2 separate regions of the Zea mays genome follow, and region 2 is linked to region 1. The links are chromatin contacts, called in public Hi-C maps. All regions are on one chromosome and are shown on one strand. The core of a region is the stretch at or near the end of the contact, and the rest is flanking DNA. Distances in the headings are between cores, read along the strand shown. Region 1 holds the start of LOC100283091. Region 2 has its middle 26 kb from the start of LOC103653547.

Region 1 (7,952 bases), core at 1,869-4,368:
AACCCCCAGAGGACCCCCTCGCCTCTGACCTCGACGCCGACCTCATCGCTGCTCTCCACGCTCAAGCCGCTGGACTGCACAACATCCGGGCCCTCGTGTCCGTGGTGTTGGATCTGGCGTCTTCCCACTACCCCGTTGGCGAGGACAGGTCCTTCTCACGCTTCGGCGGTTCGTCCTCGACGATCACGTCCTCGTCGACCACGACGCTCCGCCGCCTCGCTCCTGGTGCCTCATGGACAGCGTTGTCCTCTCGTGGCTCCACGGCACCATCACCGTTGAGCTACAGGACATCATCCGCGACCAGACGGACACTGCGCGCAAGGCGTGGCTCGCTCTCGAGGACCAGTTCCTCGGGAATCGGGATGCACCGTCTACCTCCTGCTGAAGTCTATTAATACCACACCCAACCCTGTTTAGGGTTATGGGTTCTTCCTACACCGGGGGCTACCTTACCCCACGTGGGTCGATAAACTAACATAGGGCAAAATGCAAGGAAAATGTAATATGAAGATGGCTAATAAAGGGGTACATAGTATGGCACCCTGCATCACCAATGGGTCTAGAATAGGTTTCAGAAGCAAAATAGTAATGTTATTGGCAACGTGTGAAGGGCTACAGACTAAACATCTGCCAGTATAAAAAGGAAGAATAATGAATATGGATGCATACAATAAAGAGTGGAAGACTAACAAAGATATAACAATCTGACAACCATAGACAAGCAAGCATGTGACAGACAGGCAGACACACTAGGATAGGCATGCAGCTAGTTACACAGAGAGCACTGGTTGGAATGCTAACAGGTAGTAGTCATATGCAAACAGTTTTGATAGAGCACACAAGAACAGCATTTGTACCGTGCAAATGATCTTCAAGTGATCCAGAAGGCATATATTCATAAACAAGAAGTCTCTGGTCTCCATCAGCACAATAACCAATCAAATTAACCAGGTTTTGATGATGTAGTAAGCTGAGCATGAGAACTTCTACTAGAAATTCTCTGTTTCCTTGAAGCCCATCCCTGTTAAGCTGCTTTATAGCAACAACCTGCAGCAAACAATCACATTAAACCGTCTGTCTTTTTTAATCCAGCTTCATTTGTCTTTTGCATCTACTGTACATCATATTCTTTCAGTAAACTAGCAAAAGACAAGAACATAAGACTAGCTCCAACAAGGAGCTCTAAAGGGTCCTGTACCCTAAATTTAGAGGACGAGGACTCCCTCCAGCAGTGTCCTCTAAACGGTCCTCTAAATTTAGAGGACGCTGCTGGATCCTCTATATATAGAGTTTCTCTAAACGGTTCTCTATCTATTTGAATACTTTAAACAACCGGTTTAGTAAAACTAAAATATGTACAATACATTTAAGAGTATGACAAATACGTATGTATAAAAATTAAAAAATGTCTTTAATATAGGTATTTACATATAGAGGACGTTGTTGAAGAGAAAGTAGATATATGAGATAGAATGTTTTAGAGAATACTGTAAAGGACGGATATAGAGGATGTATATAGAGGACGTTGCTGGAGACAGTCTAAGGTATGAAACATTTGGACAGCTTTAACATGGACTGCTTTCAGTAAACTAGCAAACGACAAAAACATAAGGTATGCAAGCTCCATTGAACAGATACTAAAACTAGCAGTGCCAAATCTTCTAGTCTACTGTCAAAAGACAAAAATAAAGCAAAACAGCTCTACACTGAACAGCTACTATTTCAAACATGGACTACATGAAATCTGTGGGTAAAACAAAGTCCCAATTCTACAACAGTGCAATTTGCTAATAGCACTATTATCTCACCGCAGATAGGTCGCACCTGCTGAACTCAAAAGTTACCTGGCCTGTGCTCTCAAGGCGGCCCTTGTAAACACGTCCAAAACCTCCCTCTCCCAGGAAGCACTCGGGCCTGAAGTTCCTGGTGGCGGTAGCAAGCTCACGGAAGGTGAAAGTTTGCGCTGAGATGGCATTGCCATTGGCATCCTTTGGCACCAAAGCCTCTTTGGTGAGCCCATTGCTCTTTACTCTTGCTTTCTCAGCCGCTGCACACATAGACAAGTACAAGAGGTAGATTCAGTAAGCTCATCAGCAGTCCGACTCAGACAAAAGAGAATCACTATTCAAAATAGCATGTCCTGGTTGCATCAGTCCACGAGTTTATCACCCCACAACCTTTACATCTCTCCGAGGCCTAAGGTAGTAAATGAACCTAATTTGCAATAACTAACAATAGAAAGTTCCTACTTCTTTTCCCTTTACCTATCGAGAACCTGACGCTAATTCAACACGCAAAGATGGCCACAAGCTACACGGAGCACTACTAAATCAGATCAGGCAGGCCCGGTGCGGTTGAACCACCACGCGGGAGATCAACCACCTTGCCGGGATCCAGTCCACCCACCCACCCCAAACCGTGGAACACGTAGCTCAGCGCGGAGCACGTCGCGCACCTGCTGAGAGCTTCTCGACGCGCGGAGCCGCCATGGGCGCCTGCTGCAGGTCCGGGTACCCCCTGTCCCCGTGCCGGCCGATGCTGACGCCGGCGCCTGTGCCGTTTCCGTACGCCGCGACGGCAGAGGACGTGCCGCCGTACCCACCGGCGCCACCGAATTTGGGGTTAAGCTGCTCATCTGCCGGGGAGTCGAAGCACGGGAAGCAGCCCATCGCCGGCCAGGAAGAAACACCAGGTCGCCGCGCTACTTAAAGGTGCAACATTCCTTTCGCTTCCGCCTTCCTGCTTTGCCGCCGGAAACTCTGATTGCGCCGGGACGTGGAGGTGGATGGAATGGGATCTTTTCCGGCGAGGGGATCGAGGGAAGGGAGGACGGGGGAAAGCGAAGGGGAGGAGAAGGGAAGGAAAGGTGCGTTTTTTATTTGGTTTTTGGAGCGGAAGCGAAGGTAGCGAACAGGAATTCAGGGAAGGTGGACTCGGGCACTGGGCTCGGCTGGCCCTCGAGTGTATTCGCGGCGCGGGGAGGGGCAAGGCAGCCGTCCAACACGCGGTTTTGCCCGTGTTCAGACTGGGGTGCGGGATACGTACTTCACTTTGTTAACCATTTTTTATGGGGCGGGACAAGGAGGGTGTTTGTTATAATCTGTCTAGATTACCTAATTTAATAAATTTTGAATTAAGTATTAGTTTAAAATTTATTGGATTATATAATCTAGGTATGTTATAATCTTAAATCAACACTCTAAAATATATGTATGGTCATTTCGGCTCAACTTGTTTCAATTTTGTCACAAGCTAAACTAACATCTAAGCTCAATTTATTAATGAACCGAGATCAAACCAGATCATTAGCTCGATTGGGCTACATTTGTCAAGAAAACAAAGTCTTCACTTATGTTGAATGAACTAGTACATAATAAATTATGTTAATTTGGTGTTGGATTTGTTTGGGACTTGTTTTCAAATGCTATGAATTAAGAACAAGACAACCCAGAATGTTAAATGTTAATGTCCTTCGTCCTTCGAAACATTATCTCATTTAGGATATAATGATTTTCAGACGAAGGTCATGAAGGGCATACTTTCATCATCGTAGTATGTGTTAATAAGTGAAGAAGTATATGAAACATAAAAGACAACATGAACGATCACATAACATTATCAATTCATCCTCATTATATTTGTTGGGGGCTTCGTCCTCCGAAGGTCCTCAAAAACGTGATTTAACAATATCTTTCAAGTGTGACATATGAATAGGTACCTTCGGACTCGGGCTAAAAGCATGAACGATGTAAAGAACATGATCGTGACGAAGGTTGGAATTGCTCCGAAGCTACACGCAAGGGAGCTTCGGCTAAATGGCGGAAAAAGGAACCGACTTAAAGGGGAAAAGGCTATCTAGTCCTTATAGAATTGTATATAAGTCAATAATAAGTGTAAAGGGCATGTATGTAATTTCTCACAGGCCGCGTCCTGTGCCTATAATAGATGAACAGTACCCCCGTACTGTTCACGCTGACCTGTACTTGCTCGTGCGTCACGCTTGTACTTTTACCTTCTGTCAAGTCGAAGGTACATATGTCATTCAATATTGTCTTTACTTTTTCATGATAATATAATGAGATGAGAATGAATTGATAATGTTATATAATCGTTTATGTTGTCTCTTATATTTCATATGCTTCTCCTTTTATTAACATATATCGCGATGATGAAGGTATATCCTTCATGACCTTCATCTGAAGATCATTATATCCTAAGAGAAATAATGCTTCGAAGGACGAAGGACATTAACTTTTAACATTTTATGTTGCCTTGTTCTTAACTCATAGCATTTGAGAACAAGTCCCCAACATTGGCGCCCACCTCCGGTGAACCCTTTTCGACCACCTTCGACAAGCACTGACCTTCGTCATGCCACCAAAGAAAGCTTCAGCGCCAGGGGCTGCTGCGCTGCAACCACTGGACCCAAACCAGAAAACTCTTTCTCTTCGAGAGGCTCGAAGCCAGAAGAGGAAAGCCACCAGTCCAACACTCCAGGAGGAGGAGTTGGACCAAGAGATCAGGGACATGGAGATCATCCATCAGCAAGGACAAAGAAAGAAGGAGAAGATGGTGCGACTTGCTGATCTTCAAAGGAAGATCGACGAAGCCACAGAAGAAGTGTGTCATCTTGTTCAAGATGGACAAGATCGAAGGATCCAACACAGGGAGCTTCGTCAAGAAGGCTTATTCAACGAGAATGGATGGTATGATGATTTTAATCATGATGTCTTTACTTTTGATGATGCTTCTCCCTTGGCAGCAGAACTGCAGGCTACCCCATGGCCCCCATCATACAAGCCACCTCAGCTCCCCATGTATGATGGGCACTCAGATCCAAAGCAGTTTCTGATGAGCTACGAAGCAACTATATCTTCGTATGGGGGCAATACTGCAGTCATGACGAAGTCCTTCATCATGGAAGTCTGGAATGTAGCCCAAACATGGTATTCTTCTCTTCGGCCAGGGACTATCACGGCGTGGCAGAAGCTTAAGGACATGTTGGTTACCAGCTTCCAAGGCTTTCAAACGAAGCCGGTCACAGCTCAAGCTCTGTTCCAATGCACGCAGGACCATGAAGAATATGTACGAAGGTTCTTACGACTGAGGGCACAAGCGCCTACAGTGCCCAATGAGATTGTCATTGAGGCCATGATTAAGGGCCTTCGGCCAGGACCTACGGCTCAGTACTTCGCCAGGAAGCCCCCGCAAACTCTGGAGAAGCTGCTTCAGAAGATGGATGAGTACATCCGAGCTGACAACGACTTCCGCCAAAGAAGGCAGGAAGCTTACAGATTCTCTGAAATGACCAGGGGCTTCGGAGGAAGAATCCATCTGACGCACGTTAGGTCAATCCATAACTCCACTCAAAGTGACGACAAAGGAAGTCAGTCTTAGAGGTCACAATATACCTCACAATCTTCGGGGCAACAGCAAAGCTCTTTCAGGCCGCCAGCTCCAAGGGGCAGAGGCGCCAGGGGCTTTAGAGGAAGATTTGGGGATCAACCTAGAAAGATTTACCGCTTATTCTATGGTGAGAACAAGGGTCATACTACAAGAATGTGTCATGTCACCATTCAGAAGCAAAAGGAAATAGCAGAAGCCGAAGCTCGGTAGAACCAGCCGAAGCAGGTCTTGCACACTACTTCGTGTCACTCTCCTTACATACCAGAGTATGTGAACAATCATCATGCAGCTTCTGTCTCTTCGGCTAGCCATTCACAGGCTTCCTGGCCGCAACTCCCGCCTCCGCCACCACTACAATCGACATATTCCCGAAGCCAGCAGCCAGAAGGGCGCCAGCACTCTCAACAGCAACGGGAATTCAAGGAGGAATCCGAAGCTCGCACAGTCAACAGTACTGTGCCAGAATCAAAGCACATATATTGAGAGATATCCTACCTCTGAAATATTTTTACGTTCATTGTCATTTTGTTTTTAATAAGGAACAATCAGTGTAAACCTAGTTTTAATTTCTTGTAATAGCTTCGCTCCTGTCAGAATGAAATATGTCTTCTTCACAGACTTACGAAGCTCAAAAATTGTTGAAGCTCAAAAGACGTTACTAAGGGAATGCAGAGCTAAAAATCGCAGTGCAAGTTTCACCGAAGCTACAAAAAGTCGTTCCTAAGGAGAGCAGCGTAAGTTTGCCGAAGCTACAAAAAGTCGTTCCTAAGGGAGCGCAGTGTAAGTTTTCTGCTCAAAATTCGTTCCAAAGGGAATGCAGAGCCAAATACCGCCAAAATATAAGGCGAAGCGCGAAAAGTCAACGCGAAAAATACCGCCAAAATAGAAGGCGAAGAAGTTCAAAAGACGTTCCTAAGCGGATGCAGAACTTACACCGAAAAATAAGCGGTGAAGCCGAAAAATAAGCGGCAAAGAGATTTTGATCGTTCCTAAGGGGACGCGGAGATTGTGTGTTTCAGCGTGGGTGTGTGTCTTCAGCATTAGCATCATTCTTTGCATCATATCATCGCATCATCTCGCATAACATCACATCATACATCATATCACACCAATGACACGAATTGGAAATGAAGTCAATCTTCGGAGAATGCTTTACAAAAATGAAAAGGTGCTAAGGCACAAAGTAAGCTGAGAATTACAGCTTCATCAGCTCTGATGTGGAAGAAGAGATCTATTGTTTACGAAGCATTGATGTTTTTACGGAGCTTGGATGTTCTTTACGAAGCGTGAATATTCTCACGAAGCATAAATATTCTTCTTTACGAAGCATGAAAAGAAGGGAAGGTGTTTTTTTGCCGAAGGCTCAAAAACAGTATGTATATAAAAATTTCATGCATCGCAAAGAAGTAAATTGCAAAATAGTTTAGATATTAGATTCAAAACTATACACATCAAATATTACAGACTTAGTTCAACAAATGTTACATTAATCGCCTAAGAACGTTTTTACAATAACTACTATTCTTCCTTCAGAACCTTCTCCGCAACTTCATTAAGCAATTTGTTAACGACTTCGTCAATAATAGATTCGGCTATGTTGATGATTTCTATTGCTTTCTTCGTTTCTGGGTCGGCCAGAGGGTCGAATGGCTCTGGTGGAGGAGATAATTCAGCTGCAGTAGAAAAAATCAATCAGTCCGAAGTCACAAAAACAAACGACGAAGCTAAAGGCCATTAAACGATACCTATCCGTCTCTCGCGTTCTGCAGCTTCTTCAGCTTTTTCGCTGCTTCTCGAGCGTCATGAATATCTTTTTCACTCTTCTTCATTATTTCGTGGGTCATTTCTCATCCGCCATTTTCCCAGATGTCAGTGTAAAATTTTCCGCCGATTAAACTTGCTTCGGCTGAGGGATCATTTGTGTCATCCACAGAGAGGGCAGCTTCGGCCTAGGCCAAGGTTTTAACATGATTGCAACCCGTCTTCTTCAAGATGGCTGAAACTCCTCTCGCACCAGAGAACGCGCAGACATCCCCGCGATCACTTAAAATTTCCTCAAAAGCTTCGGCTTCTCCGCTTATCCACTCGATAAAACCCTCAGGGTCGCCTCGTATGAAGTTATTTTCGTTTGAATAGGTGCCCACGTTGGCGAAGCTAGCCTTTATCTTCTCCACGTAGCCCAAAGATTTTTCAAAACATCTTTCCTTGGATGCGCGAAGTTCTTCAACTGTTTTTTCTAAATAGTTTTTCCAATATTCACTGGCCTCTCGATTAGCTTCTGCGACAGCGCATTTTTCTTTGGCCTCTGCTAATTCTTTCAGAAGGTCTTCGATCTCATTCTTTTGGATCTCAGCTTGAGCTTTGGAACTAGCTTCGTCTTCTTTTACTTTGTTTACTAATGAAATTAATATCTTGTCTTTTTCAAGGCCTTCGTTCCTTAGTTCAATCACCTCTGAACGAAGGTTGTTCAGAGCCATCGTATACCCTTCATCTTCAATGTTTTTCTGTGCTCTAAGGGCATTGCTAAGGATTAAGCCCTACAAGAG
Region 2 (7,952 bases), core at 3,386-5,885, 94 kb after region 1:
ACAACAGACAAACTTTTCTTTTCTTAGAAGAGTTAAGTAACCTAGCTCCACGGAAAAATATAAAAAGTGCATGGTTCAGCAAGGAAATATGGTACCCCTGCCCCATGAGAGAATTTAAGAAAACTTTCGAAAATCATAGAAACTTTTCCTTATACAGAAAAATTCCCAACCTTAGGAATGATTTCTCTTCTCTAAAGAAAAGTTTAGAAAAATTACCAAATTTCTTATTTGACATTTTTCAAACAAGAAAGTTAGTTAAGAGCACCTTCTAGTCCCAAAACTTTAGAAAATCACCACTTAATATCCACCAAGTGTCCTTTGGTAAAATTTGGCACAAGACCATGTTATCACTTCTAAATGCTAGGAAAAATAACCATTAGGGTAGTTTCCACTCCTAAATAAGAGATGTAGTGTAAAGTGCTCTCTCTGCCCTAATCCTTGTTTTTTTTGTTCAAACCAGACCCTAATTCCCCTGGACCCCAAATTTCTAGGATAACCTAATTAAATAAGCAGAAGGCTACTATAATTTTTATGGAGTTTTTGAAAATATCTAAAACCTAAGCATAGTTCAAATCACCATTAAAGGCTTAATAAAAGAACGAAAAAGGGAGAGGAAGCAAAGGTTGACCAAATGAATTTAAAATATACCATCAACCTACTCCAAACACGTCAAGACCGCTTTGCAAGTAACCCAAATGATAACCCACCTTTTATTAAGATCTAGCTATACCCCTAGATGCCACTCCTAAAGGGTTAACCCAATGAAATATAGAATTCCATTTTCATTAAGAAACTTAGTTTTACTTCATACGTCCCTCAAATAAGAATTTACATATCATAGCATTTATACATATATATCTTATCCATTGCATTCGTTAGATTGCAATCTTGCTGTAATACCCAACTAATGGATAATGAAAGAGAAGGATTAATCTTCTTATATGTACTGTGAATAATCCCCTAATGAAACATAAATAATCCATGCATCATATTGGAGTTTATTTGTTTGTGCATTTAATAATAATGATAATAGTGATAAAAATATATTAATGTCAAAATTGGGATTAAAACCTCATTTGAACTCTAGCAACTTAAATAGACATAGGAAAGAAAAGGAAAATACTATACAATACAAAGAAAAGATATATATAAATAAGTATACCTTTTCATACTCGTATTTTAATTTGTGCATTTAATCTAAGTGTGAAATTCACAAATAAAAATTGAATGCAAACTTAAAATCTAAAGAAATAAGAAGAAAAGAAAACATAAATATAAAAGAAAATGAAAATAAGAAAAGAACTTACCTGGGCCGAGTATTCCCATTTCAGCCCACTATACCGGGCAGGCGCGGCCCACTGCAGGAACAGGCGCTGACTGGCGGGACCCACGGTCAGTCACTCGCCCACTCGCGTGTGGCCATCGTTGATTGGCACGTTGGGCCCACACGCTAGGTGACTCAGTTCCCCTTCTCTGGCGCGACGGCATAACCACCCCTCCGAAGTCCGCACGAGCGCTTGCGACTATCTTGCCAACTGCGGCCGCGTGACCCGCCTGCCCATATAACCAACCCGACCTCGCTGCTCTTGCCACGAATCATACCATGAGAAGATCTCGGAAGAGATACCGAGGGAGAAGAGAGATCTGTCGTCGCCTTAATTCATTGGCATCGTCGAAGCACGACCAATGGGTAGCCGTGGGTGCAAACCAAGACCGGCGGGACCGATTGGTGGGATTTCGGGGCTCAATGACCGACCGCGGCTTGCCTAATTGCTCACCGGAAAGCCCTACTTGCCGCAAAGCCGCTCTTTGCCGTGGGCAGCTCTCTGGGTGTTGAATCCATCACTGTTGAGTCTTCAGGCGCATCTACCGCGTTCGTAGCACCATGTTATACCAGTAAATTCGGGGTTTGGGGGCTTGGGCGCGGTTCGGTCGGGAGCGCCGGTGAACCTGTGCCAGGCAGTTGTTGCTTCGCAACCCTGCTCGGTCAGGGTTGAAGATGAGTTCGTGTCCATCAGATTCGTGATTAACGGCTAGGATTAGATGACCCTAGAACCGAATCGGGGCGGTTGGATCGCGATTGTGCGGTCCGGATCGAATACCACGTAACCCTTCGCCCGGGAGTAATGATAAGCGTCGATCTTAGATTGGGTGGACACGGGACGATTCCGGTACATTAAACTCGATAGCTAATATTAGATCCTACAACTACAGTGACTTACTGGTTCAGGGGAAGCACATTTTAATCTGGGTCGTGTGCTCCACATCCGACGGCCTAGATTTTAGGGTACCCATCGGCCTCGAAATCTTTCTAAAGAGCCCCTCAGTTTTGTTATAATAAACCCACCGTCCTAGCATAGTTAGAAAATAGTTAATTTAGGTCCTGTTTTAACAGTTGGGTCCCTGCGCTTTCACTAAATAATATCCACAGTCCAGTCAGTGAATAAAGTGGAATAGATTAATAAAGAAAAGGATTTTTTAGTATAAAAATAATTCCAAGAACTTGTTTAATCCATGGAAAATTCATTTCAACTCCTTTTTAACCCATTCCAGTTGCATTAATTTTGTTTTAATATTGTTTAATCACCTGGTAACTCTGTTTAGCCATGAAACCAAGATTAAAATTATCAACTTAACTTAATCTATACTAAACACTTAATAACTATGGAAAATCGTAACTCGATAACCGTAACATTGAATTTAGTGATTCTCGAACCCACGATCTCGTTACGATGCGTAGAATATTATTATATAGTAAGTTCTCATGTTTGGTGTGATGTTAATTTCTCCTGTACCATGTTTTCTTATATTGTTGCGATTAGATGGGCAAGTGACTGAGGAACCAGAGGCTCAGCAGGTGGAAATTGCCGAGCAGGAGCTCATTGAAGGCAAGTTGTGCCCTTGACCACTTTTATTTACCCAATAATGTTCTCTATAATCATTTTGGTATGCATAGGCTTAATTTTGATGAGACCCAATAGGTCTCCCTAGTTTTGTCATCTTTACACCTTGTTTACCTCTGAACTTTTGGGTAGTCTTTGCTATTACTACATGTGGTTTTGGGTGTTAAGATAATTATTACACATGGTCATGCTTTATTATTGTTATTCTATTCTTATAACACTCCAGGTGTTTATCGTCTGCTCGACCACGAGTGCGGACTTAACCAAGAATTGTCGGTGAGAATATTGGCCTCTATGCCTTAATCATCTGCACCTATCATGATTTTGATATCGTCTTCATCTCTGCCCATTTGGATTAATATAAATGGTTTGCGAAATTCAAAACATATTTATTATATGACCTATCGAGTCTTGCTCCTATTTAAAATTAATCTGTTAAATGAATACAAATTTGGAAGCTCGATCCACAGTTGCGATTTGTGTCCCAAATAAATTTATTAGAATTTGACGATGAATTTTGTGTTATTCGGATCATTTGGTCAAGCGATGGTGAATTAGAAAACACTTGACTTTTATAATTGAGACCATGAACATTAACTAAGAAACCGTGTCTGAGAGTTTACTATTGCGCTTTGTTTTTAGCAAATTATCTGTGGTCGTGAAATCAGGTGTTCAGACCATGGATAAAATTTTTCGGTTTTGAATCAAATCAAATCCAGCACAGTCTAAGACATCGAAGACAATGACGTGGTTTGGCCAGTTGCTTCTTGCTCTAATTTGAGCATTCGGGTAGCCGATTAGTATATCGAGTAAGAATCATAATTTCTTTATCATATCCATCTCTCTTGTCCGAATCCTCAAGATTTCTTGGTGTTGGAAGTAATTCAGCCAGTGAAGCCTTGAGTCTATGTTGTTGGATCACTCAAGTTAGCGGATATAAATTTAGGAAGCACTTGCATTTATAATTCGGACCACACGCGTACCTGAGACCAATGTGCGCATGATTAAAACAAATTAGGATTTGTTCTCTAGTGCACTATTCTATATAGAGGGACCAAACATGTTCAGATAATAGATAAACATTTTTGGATTTCGTTTTAATCAAATGCCGTCCCAAAACATTGTAGCTGGTATCATTGTCCCGGTCCATTTATACCGTACACCAAACCCTAACCCCAGAGCCCAGAGTTACATGTACTCTTTGTTCAAAGTATAAGATTTTTCGTTTCGGACCTCACTAGTTTGGATCGACGCGTATTCGATTCAAATTGTATTTAAAAATTTAAGTCTAATTCATACCACTGTGTGTTTGATTAAAATTCGAATTCAAAATTAAGGCAATTCAACTTATTCGAATCTTTTGTGATTTAAACTTTAATCAAGTTACGCCATAATCCGAAGATCAAAACTCTGAATAATTATTGCACTAAAAATACGAATCGAAGAGGAGATTATATAATAAATCGTGCAAGGTATTAATCAAAGTGTTTCTCCGACAAAGTATTCAAAGCAGCGAAATCAAACATAGCAATATCAAATAAATTGGTAATTTGAGCGCTTTAGTCTGATCCTTATAGTTACGATCTAACCCCAGCCTCTAGATATTTGTACATATGCGTTTTAAAGAAAAAAAAGGAAAATTCATTTTCTCCTTGGCTGGCTATAGGCTGTATCCTAAATCCACCGCTCTCTAGGAGATTTTTCTCCTTCACGTCTCCGTATGCCTCATCTCTCTAGTCGATGTCTTTATCCTATTATCTTCTAGCTGATTTTCCCTTATCCTCATTTCCTTGGCCACCGTCGAAGCTCCCTGGCTGCATCGCTTCTCTGCCTCCCCAAGCGGATGTGCCATCTCTCAGTCGTCGTGCTCGTCGGAGCCAGCCTCCACCACCGACCACAGCTAACTGGTGCTCGCCTGCCACACCTCCCCATACTTGAACTCCATGGTCGTTAGCTCCGGCCTGCCATGGCGCTTGCCCCAGCAACTCGCGCTCGACTCCATGTCCAGGTCCCCTCATCGCCTCGCCCTCGCTCTCACTAGTGACCGAGCGGCCGCCCTGGTGTCTTTCCCAAGCCACCTCGCCATGCGCTGCCGCAGGGTTCAGCTCAGCCCTGGTGTCTTTCCCAAGCCACCTCGCTCTCACTATGGATGACTTGATCAAGTGTCAGGATTTTTGAGGCTCACCAAGCGGACATCATCTAACCACACTAACCTAGTGTTATTGCAGGCAAGCTTCGGTGCATTTGCCACCTCCTTCTGTTTTAAAAAGTTTTATCACCTTGAATGATGTATTAGGTGATAGGAGTTGTGTGATCAAATAGTTGATGCATTTCCTTCCTTGATTAAACAACCCTAATACCCGTTTTATGAAAATTTAGTGATGCTTAGCCCTGCTTATTAATTTAGGATTGTTTTTAAAAGATGATGTGTAACACGGGATATGGGAGTTTGTGAAATAAAATAACTTGTGATGATGAAGCCATTGTGGCCGCGATAATTTCATCATTCAAGTAGGGTACCTCTCTGAGGTATCAAGTTTTAGGAAATAATATGTAATGTAGACCAGACGTTGAGCAGGAAAGTTCGCTCGTCTGTGTCGATTAAGGACCGTTCGATGTAGGCCTGTTGTGGTGGAGACTTTGTAACTAGCCACATTCTCCGGTAAGCCTGAACCTGGCTATTCCATACGTGAAAAGACAATCGCGCACTGGGCGTGGGAGATGGTGGTAGTAGCGTGTACCCTCTTGGCTAGAGGCTGGACCGAGGAGTACCATGCTCCCGGGTAGCGCGGGCCGGTTCACGTTGTGGAGGATCTGTGGGAACGGTTGACATATGCAAGGGTTAAGTGCTACATATGTCGTGTGGTTAGGGATCCCCAGCTAGGTATAATTGGTTCGAATCGTCGTTGCTCCTCGGTCATGGAGACTCTACCACCCGACCACTCATCGTAGTTAATAAGTAAAATAAGAGTTTGGTAAAAGAAAGCTAGACCAGGACAAGTGAATGCTCTAGATTAGGCAAATCTAGATTCAAAAAAACTACTTAACCGATAAAGTAAAAGTTTGGCATAAGGATCTACTACTAGTAAGCTTTTCTGCCAAAACGAGTCTTTGAAACTTGATTAGCCTTACCTTGAATCCTTTTAAAACCAGCATACCCTTGAGAGTCTTTTCTTTAGTTGGGTAAGTCTTGCTGAGTACTTGCGTACTTAGGTTTTATTCCCATTGTTGCTGCAGGTTACGAGTCACTTTGATTGTGATTGTTGTTAAGTTCCGGTGAGCTCGGCCTTCTTATATAAGTATATCCCATCCTTAGCTTATGTATTGAGGATTGTCACTTAAGCTAGCATGTATTTTCAAAGTTACAAATATTTTATAATACTTCAAATTGTAATTCTTTTGAACCATTTTTTAATCACTCCGATGATGTATAATGAAATCTTGATGTAACTTGTAATCATTTTGTAATAAAGAATTTATTTCCGCTGCAAGTGGTTGTATGTGAGTTGTGTTTACTTAATCTTGCGATCTTGGTTGTAAGTGGTTTATCCGGGGTCCTTGGGACACTCGGACGGATCTTGTTAAGTTATCTGGTGCACATGCATAGCCGTCTGATGTCTTTGAGACAAGGACAGGTGCATGTGGGCCCGATAACTTGGGAGGTTCTGCCACAGTTCTGTTCATGATAAGACTATTATGTTAATAGGAACATGGAGCTTAACTTGAGAAACACGTGCCACCACAAGGGTGGAATGGGATGCCCTTGGCTGACTAATTAGGATAGCTACCTGCGAAGGCTAGTGAGGTTGGTGGAGCGAAGGGTGCTGAGATGGGTGGAGCTAGTGAGGTGAGCCGTGAACTTCCAGTTGATGACTACCGAATCGAGCCTGTGAGCATGTTCGATGCTCACACCGAACTGGCGGCTGGCGGAGAGTGTGTATTTATTATTTGTCGGGGACCATAATTAGGGGTACCCTCAAGACGCCTAATTCTCAGCTGGTAACCCCCATCAGCATAAAGCTGCAGAGGCCTGATGGGTGCGATTAAGTCAGGGATTAGTCCATACGAGTGACTCGATCACGCTTCACCCGAGCCTAGCCTCGGACTCGGGCAGCCGACCTCGAGGGACTTCCGTCTCGCCCGAGGCCCCCCTTTTAACGGCGGACACATCTTCGGCTCGCCCGAGGCCTTGGCTTCGCTAAGAAGCAACCCTGACTAAATCACCGCACCGACTGACCGAGTTGCAGGGGCATTTAACGCAAAGGTGGCCTGACACCTCTATCCTGACGCGCGCCCCCCGGCAGAGCCGAAGTGACCGCCGTCACACCGCTGCTCCACTGACCGGTCTGACAGAAGGACAGCGCCGCCTGCGCCACTCCGACTGTAGTGCCACTCGACAGAGTGAGTCTGACAGGCAGTCAGGCCTCGCCAGGGGCGCCATAGGGAACTCCGCTCCGCCCGACCCCAGGGCTCGGACTCGGGCTAAGACCCGGAAGACGGCGAACTCCGCTCTGCCCGACCCCAGGGCTCGGACTCGGGCTAAGACCCAGAAGACGGCGAACTCCGCTCCGCCCGACCCCAGGGCTCGGACTCGGGCTAAGACCCGGAGGACGGTGAACTCCGCTCCGCCCGACCCCAGGGTTCAGACTCGGGCTCGGCCCCGGAAGACGACGAACTCCGCCTCGCCCGACCCCAGGGCTCGGACTCCGCCCTGGCCTCTGCCGAACGACTTCCGCCTCGCCCGACCCAGGGGCTCGGGCTCGGCCTCGGCAACGGAAGACAGATTCGACCCCAGCTTCGGAGGAGCCCCCACGTCGCCCGGCCTCGGGAGCGGGTCCGCCACGTCAACAGGGAGCGCCATCATCACTCTACCCCGAGCCGACTCGGGCCGCAGAGAACAAGACCGGTGTCCCATTTGACCAGCTCCGCCAGATAGGCAATGATGGCGCCTCCCAAGCTCTAAGACGGCGGCGGCTCTCAGCTCTCTTACGGAAGCAGGTGGACGTCAGCAAGGACTCGACCGCTCCGACAGCTGTCCTTCCGCCAAGC

The links. Hi-C and Micro-C count contacts between places; a contact is called where the count stands out from the background.
Region 2: a contact with region 1 is called in a Hi-C map of leaf, with 4 times the contacts expected there. The contact joins the enhancer-like site here to the promoter of LOC100283091 in region 1. A contact is called at or near these places in 6 of 25 Hi-C or Micro-C datasets (bundle sheath, ear, leaf and 2 more).

The regions. Positions count from the first base shown.
Region 1 is chr4:100,094,214-100,102,165 of Zm-B73-REFERENCE-NAM-5.0, forward strand. It overlaps LOC100283091, which reads right to left and starts at 3,119. Exons shown (of 5, transcript NM_001412293.1): 1 at 2,456-3,119; 2 at 1,809-2,047; 3 at 858-1,047. The coding sequence starts at 2,669.
Region 2 is chr4:100,186,921-100,194,872 of Zm-B73-REFERENCE-NAM-5.0, forward strand. No RefSeq gene overlaps it. Among protein-coding and RNA genes, the nearest start is that of LOC103653547, 26 kb to the left of the region's middle. Within about 2 kb of position 4,636, at least 5 of the 20 cell types and tissues checked have an H3K27ac peak or open chromatin away from gene starts, as enhancers often do. A contact at or near this core is called in bundle sheath and leaf, where this site is marked.